Linked DNA regions of Mus musculus: regions 1 and 2 are each linked to region 3. A link is a contact called in public HiCAR-type and HiChIP or PLAC-seq data. All regions are on one chromosome and are shown on one strand. Each heading gives the region's core, a stretch centred on a gene start, on an enhancer-like site or on the middle of the called end of the contact. The rest is flanking DNA. Distances are from core to core; before and after follow the strand shown. Region 1 overlaps Atxn7l1 (ataxin 7-like 1). Region 2 overlaps Atxn7l1 (ataxin 7-like 1). Region 3 overlaps Gm40874 (a long non-coding RNA gene).

Region 1 (2,961 bases), core at 94-2,593, 160 kb after region 3:
CCCCCACAGCCCTGTGCAGAGTTCACGGAGTCGGGAGCATGCTGTTCAGGTGTCTCTGTTCCATCATTTACCGTCCACGTGACTGTTCCTTGTCTTCCCCAAGGGCTCTGGGCTCCTTTGTGTGGAATTTCCCCAGCCTGGCATACACCAGGGGCTTTATCAGTGCATTTTTCTGGGGTGTGTGTGTAGATGCTCAGGGTCAAGAAAGTGTTTACTCTCTGATGACCTCTAGCCCACGGGGCTGAGGCTGCAGTCTCCTGTGGGGCAAATCACTTCTTCCCTGACTTCTGGATATTCTGAGTAGACTGAAGAGAGAGGAACAGTTTTTCTGACTTTGCGCAATGGCTGCTAGCAGCTGCCACCGGGTTGCCCAGGTGGATAGTGCAGGGGAGATCACGTGGCTTGCCAGGCCCTCTGTGCTGATCAGTGCCGCCTGAAACCCACCTCAGAGGGGGAAACTGTTGGCATTCACTTCTTGTGGCTGGGCCATTGGGAATGAGGGCCAGTAGTGTGATGGGCTGATGGAAATCCCCTTGCTAGATTGAAAATGCCTGGGAGGGAAGTCAGACCAGCAGGCAACCATCGTCCACCTTCAGGTTTTGATTTTCAAGTGCATGAGATCCACAAGGTAGTCCGCCCCCCAACCCCCCCCCCCCCCTTTCCTGCAGTAGCTTCTTAAAACCTTTTCTTAGCTGAGCCATTTCCCGTAACAGTCTCCCATTTGGCCTTTGTAAAAGGGAGCCTCTGTATTGGTATCTAGAACACCCACAGCTGATTTATGTCATGCTGTTGGGCTGGCTGGCTTTGCATGGGTGGCTTCCCTGAAGTGGAGTGGGCAATTTGAAGATTTCTGCAGTGACTTGGAGAGGGACGCTTGCTTTGCCCAGAGATGGAGCAACAGATCTGTCCACTTTCCTGTTAGGAGTGGCAGAGGTTCCTAAGAGTCCCACTCAGTACAGGAAAGAAAAGCAGCAGCCAGCTGTACACTGCAGCCAGATCTTCACTTGAGGCAATGGATTGACATTGGGTATGCCTGGAGTCAGAGACCTGGTTGGTGAGTTGCCCATGGATTCTGAAGTTCAGATCAGATCAGTTCCATGTTGCCCTGTGCCCTTGTTCCGGTGCCAGACTAGGAAAATGATTAGTAGGGAAAGGACTTGTGGAAAAACGAGGCTTGTCAGCACAGCTGCACGTTACTTTCTCCGTGTGTGTTGGGCGTGGAACTCGTCTTGAAGGACAGCGAAGTTTTAAGTTCCCGAGTTTCCAGCCCCTGTTCCCTGCTGGGATTTCACGGACCTGCACCCTAGGCGACACCCCTTGTGCGCAAATGCTGACTCCTCGGGGGCGTGGCCTTGCCGCAGCTGCTCCTCTCCAGACCTTCCAAGGCTAATGTCAAGTGCTCCCAGTGTGTGCAATTCTGACTGAAAGTGAGTGAGTGATTGAGACGCTTTCCCCCCCTAGAACCGCTCCCTTCTGGTATAGGTATTTTCCTAACAACCCTTATGCAAATAGAGGAGAAGGAGGAAAGTAGGAAGTGGTAAAATGTCGAGGCTTCGTCTACTGCCGCAGGCTCCGCTGAAACCTTTTGGTTTTCCATCAAAAAAAAAAAAAAAAAAAAAAAAAAAAAAGAAAAGAAAAGAAAGGAAGGAAGACAGACAGCCGCCCTTGGTGTGGCACTGGCAGGCAGACACAGCCAGGAGGCCTGTGCCATTTCTTGTCTGCTTCTTCCAGGTGGGATTACGTTGGAAAACGGAACTGTTATGGGTCTCTTCGTCACAGGTTGCTCTTTATTGTCTATCCTGCCAGGGGAAGTTATTGATTTGCAAATGGCAGTATTCCTTTCCACATCCTTTGCTGGAGGCTGGAAGGAGAAGATTTGCTTCAGTCTTAGCAAAAACACTGTGGAGCCCAGCTCTTGTTTTTAGGATCCGCTCCAGCGAGAGCAATCTCTCATGTGTGATGCCATTCCCTAGGGAGGCAGGCGATTGGCAAAGGTCCACACGGTCTAGCACCCTCATCTCTCTCTCTCTCTTCTCTCCCCCTCCCTTCTCGCCTTCCTCCCCTCCTCTGTCTCCCTCTTTGCCTTCCTCTCCCTCCTTCCCTCCCCCTATCCTTCCCTTCCCCTCTCCCTCTTGCTAAGGATCAAACCCAGGGCCCTGTGATCTAAAGCAGTGTATCAGGGAGTCCTACAGTCCTCCTGGATCCCAGTCAGTTTCTTCCAGCCACTTCTCAGCTCTCTCCCATCATCAGATGTAGATTCTGGGAGGAGTCAGTCTTTGGCAAGTGGTTCTTTTCTGGCCCTTTCTTTGGGAATTAGGGGCCAGGTTAGTGTCATTGGCTCAGGCAACCTTTTCAGGAATAGAAATCAGTACCTTTGTGAGATCAGGATTCAGTTGTACACCTCCAAAAGAGTTCCAGGTTACTGGGTATCAGTGGACAGGGACTCATGGATGTCATTGACTTTTAACTCCTGTCTCATTGGGTCCTCCTGAATTTCTGAACCTCCATTTTCATTTTGGTTTTGAGGCTTGGAAATACTTGCCTCCTACATTCTGTCCAAAGGCACTTTCCTTCCTTCCCCTCCAGCCCTCCAGGTCCAGAGGACCCTCAGGAGTGTCACTTCCCTTCGTTTGACTTGACTTGGGATGCGCTGTCAGCCAGTTCAGCGCCTTCCCTTTTCACCAGGAGTGGCTCAGGTCATTTCCCCTCAGACCGACCTTGTTCTTAGTACATTTCCCTGCCTGACCCTGTCAACCCTTTCAGGAAGTTCTGAGGGCTTTGCTGTTATTCTGTCCTCATTACATTTTTGATAAGAAATAAATACATCTTTTGGTGGTTTGAATAAGAATGACCCCTATTTGGCTCATATATTTGGATGCTTAGTCCCCAGGGAGTAGATAGGTTTGAAAGGATTAAGAAGGTGTGGCCTTGTTGGAAGAAGTGTGTCATTGGGGGTGGGCT
Region 2 (2,765 bases), core at 53-2,552, 210 kb after region 3:
TTACTTGTGTCTGGAGCCTTTCGATTTTATCACACAACTCCTTCCTTTCATTCATCATTTTTTCCACAGATACTAAGAGCAGCCAGCCAGTAAAATCATTTTTCGATTTTTTCCCCATCTTGTAGAAAGCTTTGTGCACTGAATCACCTAATTCATTAAGAAAATCAAGGGCATTAGCTTCTTTAAGTTCGGAATATAGTTTCAACCATGGGTCTTCAAAATTCTCTGAGCTCCCAGGAGGGAGAGAATCTGGAGAGGTTTCAATAGTTGAAAGTGCTGGTGGATCAACAAGCCAATTCCAGAATTTTAAAAGATTCATCCTTGTACTTCTGTTACTCTAGAACCACTCCTGGTACCAACTTCTGTATTAGTCAGGGTTCTCTAGAGTCACAGAACTTATGAATAGTCTCTAAATAGTAAAGGAATTTATTGATGACTTACAGTCGGCAGCCCAATTCCCAACAATTGTTCAGTCGCAGCTGTGAATGGAAGTCCAAGGATCTAGCAGTTACTCAGTCTCACGCAGCAAGCAGGCGAAGGAGCAGGAGCAAGAGCTAGACTCCCTTCTTCCAATGTCCTTATATTGTCTCCAGCAGAAGGTGTAGCCCAGATTAAAGGTGTGTTCCACCACACCTTTAATCCCAGATGAAAGGCGTAGCCCAGATTAAAGGTGTGTTCCTTAAACTCGGAGATTCAATCTTCTGGAATCCATAGCCACTATGGCTCAAGAGCTTCAAACCAAGATCCAGATAAGGATCTCCAAGCCTCCAGATAAGGGTCACTGGTGAGCCTTCCAATTCCGGATTGTAGTTCATTCCAAATATTGTCAAGTTGACAACCAGGAATAGCCACTACACACCCTAAGTATTTGATCTGTGTTTGTGCTGAGCCACCCAGTCAAGCTGTCATCTGGCACCTCTGTCTCCTGCCTCCTCTGCAGTAGAATCCCTGTGGTGGACAGGGAGTTGCTGAGGGCTGGTCCAGTGCCTTAACATCTGTGAGTCTCAGCATGGAGCACATTTGGTGACTTTTGGAAGATGCTCAAAGGTGTTTGTGGTAAACAGGTAGATAGATGAAAAGAAGTTAAATTAAAGTGCTCGTGGCACTTGTTATGTCACCAGCATTGGTATGTAGGTTGACTATTGCAAATCCTTATCTTCTAACATGGGTGTACACACATGCACTTGTGTGCATACCCACACATGAGAATAGGAATTTCCAGCCACCAGGAATTCTGTCGTGCTCACTGTTCGATCCCCTTGAGGCTACAGCGTGACTCACTGGGTAAAAGCACTTGCCTCCAAGCCTCATGACTGAAGTTTAGTTCCTGGAACTCACATGGTGGAAGGAGAAATACTCCAGAAGTTGTTCTCTGACCTCCAGACGTGCCATACCAAATCAATCAGTCATGTAATAATAAAAAATGAAAATAAAAAAGCAAGTCCCCTGAGTTAACACAATGTGAGTGCTGGATTTAAAAAGTTAGTGCTCAATAGATTTAGTTTTCAAATGAATCTCAGAAGGAGGAAAACCAGCTTGCTCATGCAAGCAGGTACAACCAATTGGAAGGTCTGCTACTTGAAAGAGCTGCCTCTGTTCAGACACAGTTGGCAAGGCGGATGCAGGACAGGCATCCGTTCCCAGCGAGTGGTGGGAGCCACGGCTTTGATCTGTGACCACAGCTGGTTTCTGGAGGGCTTTGTGCTGTACCGTGACCCCTGGCTTCTGACTCATCCCTGGCACATCCGCACAGTGCAGGCTGCTCCCTTACACCCCATTCCTCAGCGCTGAATTAGGGTAACAGTCACTGCTTTATCTAAATCCAAGTAAAAGTTGCCAGCGCTGCTTCAAAAGGTCATTTTGGAGTTGTCCCCATCCTTAGCGGATGAGCACAGCAGCACTTCCCAGTGTCCCTTCCCTGAAAGACCAAGTCAGTAAACAGAACGCAGGGCTTGCTGGACACATGTCCTCGGGAAGTGGTGCCAGACTTGCCTCCTAGAGTCACAAAGCAGCTGTTAGGCTTTTAAAGTGCCAAGCAAAAGCATGTCCGTCTCACGGTGGAATCAGTCATTCTTACTGAATGTGTCTGTACATACTACTCAGCAATAGCAACAGCTCTACCAATAATACATCTTTGTCCTAATAATGTCTTCGTCTTTCTCTGGTACCTGTCCAGCAAAGCAAAGACTGTTTACGTCCTGGACAGGGATCTCTCTGTGGGGAGAGTTCTCCATCCTTCCGGCCATGTGCACGGTACTTTATGAGCAGATGTGTTTATAATAGCGGTCATGGTTGTATAGGTTGTCACCTCACACCCCGGTGTCAGAACCTCACTCATGGCTAATCTGCAACACTCCACAGTCTGTTTTCTTCTGGCAAGGTCACTCACTGACTGCTTCCTCCAGAAGCATTCCATACCAGACACCATAGGCAGACTGGCTTCTGGGGTGCCTGCCATAGAGCCTCCCAGGTCTTCTTGTCTGGAATCCAGTTGCCTTTCTTTGGCCCTGGAAAGGCTAATGGGGTATTTTTACAGTAAAGGGCCTCCTAGAATCAAGGGGGCGCCAGAGTTCACGGTTGTGTGGGGACCTTCCTGATGCTCTTTTCCAGGCACGCACATCTGGGAAGCGAGTGCAAACTGGGGAGTGCTGAATAGGAGACACTTGGGAAATGAATGGGTCCAGGGGGAAATGCAAATGGAGAGAGTGCCTGTGAAAGAGCAAGTCAGCAATTTCACTGATGGATCCCACTTCCCGTGGAATTAA
Region 3 (3,016 bases), core at 28-2,527:
CACTGCAGACAGCTCCCAGGAGCTCTGAAATGCCTGTTCTTTGCTGGGTAGTCCCAGGAGGGCCATCTGTCTCCCAGCTCTGCCTCTGACCTAACTCTGGAAGCAGCAAGCTAAGCACCAGAGGCCCCCTGGGTGTGAGGTCCCCAAGTCAGTCAAGGTCTCCATTGTATATACACTAATTGCCTTGGTCACTGCTGACTTACGGGAACTCCATGGTTATCCAGCTACTTCTGCCAAGCCTGAGTGACCTCCCAAGTGGAGGCCCAGAAAGAAATGAGAGATTCCAGAGTCCCTCCAAGCTCTCTGTAATAGAATTTTGGATTTAGTGTTTTGTCTCATCACTTTGTCTTACTTATTTTATGTAGGTGATATAAACATCTGGTACCCAGATCTCCATGCATTTTTTCATGCCTTGCTAGCCCCGTGAGGGGTTATAACCCCTCTGCTCTCCCATCCTGTTCATTTGTGTATGGACTTCACAGAGGCTAAGTAACTCACCAGGAAGCTTTTGTAGTAGGCTGAACAGATGTGTTTCTGAGACATGAGTGTGTGTGTGTGTGTGTGTGTGTGTGTGTGTGTGTGTGTGTGTGAGAGAGAGAGAGAGAGCAATGTCTCCTTAAACTTAATTCTTGGCAGTGCCCTACCACCACCACCTAGAGGAACCCCAAGAGAAAGCTCTAGGCACAGGCAGCTGGCATAGTATCTGGGGGTGGGCACAAGACAGCCGTTCTTTCAGAGAGATCCCCTGCTTCCCTTTAGGGCCTGCTCCTTCATGAAGTGCCCCCCCCCCCCCCGCTTTCTTAGGAACATTGGCCTGGCATTGGGCTCAGGACCAGGGACAGACAGTCACCCTGCACATCATGTGGCACAAGGAACACTCCAAAGCTGGAACATGTACCGCTCAGCCATCTTTAGTAGATTAAAGCCAGAGGCTTTGAAGGTCCACCCCAGTCATGACTCAGCACTTTGGCATACTGGGCACACTGGACACACCGGTTGAGCCAAGGAACTCTCAGCTGCGCCGAGCCCGTGTTGACTCATCCCAAGGGCTGAAGAGTTCCCATCCAAACTTGGAGTCTCAAATCTAGACTTGCAGAGACTCCAAGAGATTCCTTAGGGCAACTGAAAGCTAGAAAAGTCACCCAGCCTGGCTTTGTCCCCTTTCAAGAACAAATTCCTATTCCTGAAGCTGCATGGGTAGCCAGGACAACAGTTAAGGCACGCAGCATGCAAAATCTGTCTGCCGGGCTTTTGGTGCCTTAAATCCCAGGCAAGCTCAGACTTTCCACTGCTTCAGAAGTGGTTAGTCAGGCAGGGAGAACACAGACTCCTGTGCTGTCTAGCTTTATGTCAGCATGTTCCAAGCTAACATCATCAGAGAGGAGGAAGCCTCAGTTGAGAAATTTTTTTCCATAAGATCAGGCTGTGGGCAGGCCTGTAGGGCATTTTCTTAATTAGGGATGATGAGGGAGAGCCCAGCCCACTGTGGGTGGTACCATCTCTGGGTGATGATTCTGAGTTCTACAAGACAGCAGTCTGAGCAGTCCATGAGGAGCAAGCCAGCAAGCAGCACCCCTCCATGGCCTCTGCATCAGGCAGGGTTCCAGGTTCCTGCCCTGCTTGAGCTCCTGTCCTGACTTCCTTCAATGTTGATATGAATGCGATAAAAGTATAAGGCAATAGCCCTTTCCTTCCCAAGTTGTTTTTGGTGTTTTGTGTCTCATCATAGCAATAGAAACCCTAACTAAGATAGATAGTCACAGACCTTGGTCCTGGAACTGTTGATAATTAGTGCGCTGATACAGTCTTCACTAATTTTCCTTGTCTATGTAACAAGGAGTGAGGCCGGTGACCTCAAATCCCATCAGAGGTTGAGCATTCCAGAGAGAGTTTTCTCTCGAAATTCTGCTCAAGCTACAGGGTTAGGTGGGCTCTGTGCAGTCTGGCAGCCTGCAAAACACATTCACACCAACGTTCCCAGCGAAGTTCCCAAGCCCTGGATCTGCCAGGCTGTCACCTTCCAGATATTGATCTTAGCACATTTGCCAGCCTCTTAGATCAATCACCGAGCTAACCGGAGGCTGACTGATCTGTGGATTGGTTCTCCGGGAGTCTGGATGCCCAGCCTGTTTTGATGAGTCATTTTCTTAGAGCAATGTAACCAGGCTGAGGTGGGGGCGGGAGCTCTCCATGCCACTCCATGAATTGGAAGTATAGTGACTTCAAGTCACTATGCTTACAGTAGCCCGGTGACATCCAGCAGAAAAGCTTGCCACTTCTGCCAATCCGTGCTTAATGCAGTTTGTACTCCATTAGTGGCCCATGTTCAGGTTGACTCCAGAGCCAGCTGTTTCCTTGGCTGCTTTCTTTGGAACCAGTTGATGCTTGACCAGAGGTGTCTATTGGCAGAAAAATGGAGCTGGAGTATGAGTCCAAGGTGTCCAGACATGGTCTCTCTGTCATACTCTGTGGGGAGGGTTCCAGAGTGCAGGCGGCCCCAGAGGTCTCCAGGAAGGTCAGACGCTTCCCTGGGAAATACCCTCAGCCAGAGGAAAATGGAGGCTAATTTCTAAGTACGTCTCATGCATAGAGTCACTTGGATGTACAGGTGCGTTATTATCCATATCTCCCTTTTACTTGGGAGGAAACAGGCCCTACCCTACCCTATCCTTCCCTACCCTACCCTACCCATGGCAGACTTGGCTTTTTAATCAAGGGCATCAGGCAATAGCAGAGTCCACTCCTTTAATCAGCCATGTCTTCTCCATTGTGGAGACAGGTCACCTTGGGAGATAAGTCAGTAAACTGCTTGCCTTGCAAACACTGGGACTGAGTACAATTCCCCAAACCCACGTAAAAAGCCAGATATGGTAGTGTGTGCACTGGGGGGAAGTGTGGAGTGAGGTGTGGGGGGTGGGAACTAGGTGGATGCCTGGGCTTGCAGGGCAGACAGACCAGCTTACTCAGCAACTTTCAGTCTTCAAAGAGACCGTGTCTCAAAAAAACTAGGGGATTG

The links. HiCAR-type assays count read pairs that join an accessible place to other places. HiChIP or PLAC-seq counts read pairs in DNA pulled down with a chosen protein or histone mark.
Region 1: a contact with region 3 is called in an HNF4G HiChIP or PLAC-seq map of pancreatic cancer cells. The contact joins two enhancer-like sites. A contact is called at or near these places in 1 of 15 datasets of contacts at CTCF or cohesin (CD8 T cells), 3 of 484 Hi-C or Micro-C datasets (CD4 T cells, bone marrow-derived macrophages and macrophages), 11 of 115 datasets of contacts at active chromatin or transcription factors (bone marrow-derived dendritic cells, bone marrow-derived macrophages, embryonic basal ganglia and 7 more) and 1 of 9 other capture datasets (embryonic stem cells).
Region 2: a contact with region 3 is called in a HiCAR-type map of fibro-adipogenic progenitors, with 3 times the contacts expected there. The contact joins two enhancer-like sites. A contact is called at or near these places in 4 of 484 Hi-C or Micro-C datasets (the P5424 cell line, bone marrow-derived macrophages, embryonic stem cells and 1 more), 5 of 115 datasets of contacts at active chromatin or transcription factors (embryonic stem cells, fibro-adipogenic progenitors and stem cell-derived neural progenitor cells) and 1 of 9 other capture datasets (embryonic stem cells).

The regions. Positions count from the first base shown.
Region 1 is chr12:33,174,763-33,177,723 of GRCm38.p6, forward strand. All of the region lies in intron 2 of Atxn7l1 (ataxin 7-like 1), which reads left to right. Among named protein-coding and RNA genes, the nearest start is that of F730043M19Rik, 29 kb to the left of the region's middle. Within about 2 kb of position 1,344, at least 173 of the 459 cell types and tissues checked have an H3K27ac peak or open chromatin away from gene starts, as enhancers often do. A contact at or near this core is called in embryonic fibroblasts and pancreatic cancer cells, where this site is marked.
Region 2 is chr12:33,234,204-33,236,968 of GRCm38.p6, forward strand. The region is part of intron 3 of Atxn7l1 (ataxin 7-like 1); the gene reads left to right. Among named protein-coding and RNA genes, the nearest start is that of Gm38649, 23 kb to the right of the region's middle. Within about 2 kb of position 1,303, at least 91 of the 459 cell types and tissues checked have an H3K27ac peak or open chromatin away from gene starts, as enhancers often do. A contact at or near this core is called in fibro-adipogenic progenitors, where this site is marked.
Region 3 is chr12:33,019,249-33,022,264 of GRCm38.p6, forward strand. The region is part of intron 2 of Gm40874 (a long non-coding RNA gene); the gene reads left to right. Among named protein-coding and RNA genes, the nearest start is that of Gm40874, 25 kb to the left of the region's middle. Within about 2 kb of position 1,278, at least 75 of the 459 cell types and tissues checked have an H3K27ac peak or open chromatin away from gene starts, as enhancers often do. A contact at or near this core is called in embryonic fibroblasts, fibro-adipogenic progenitors and pancreatic cancer cells, where this site is marked.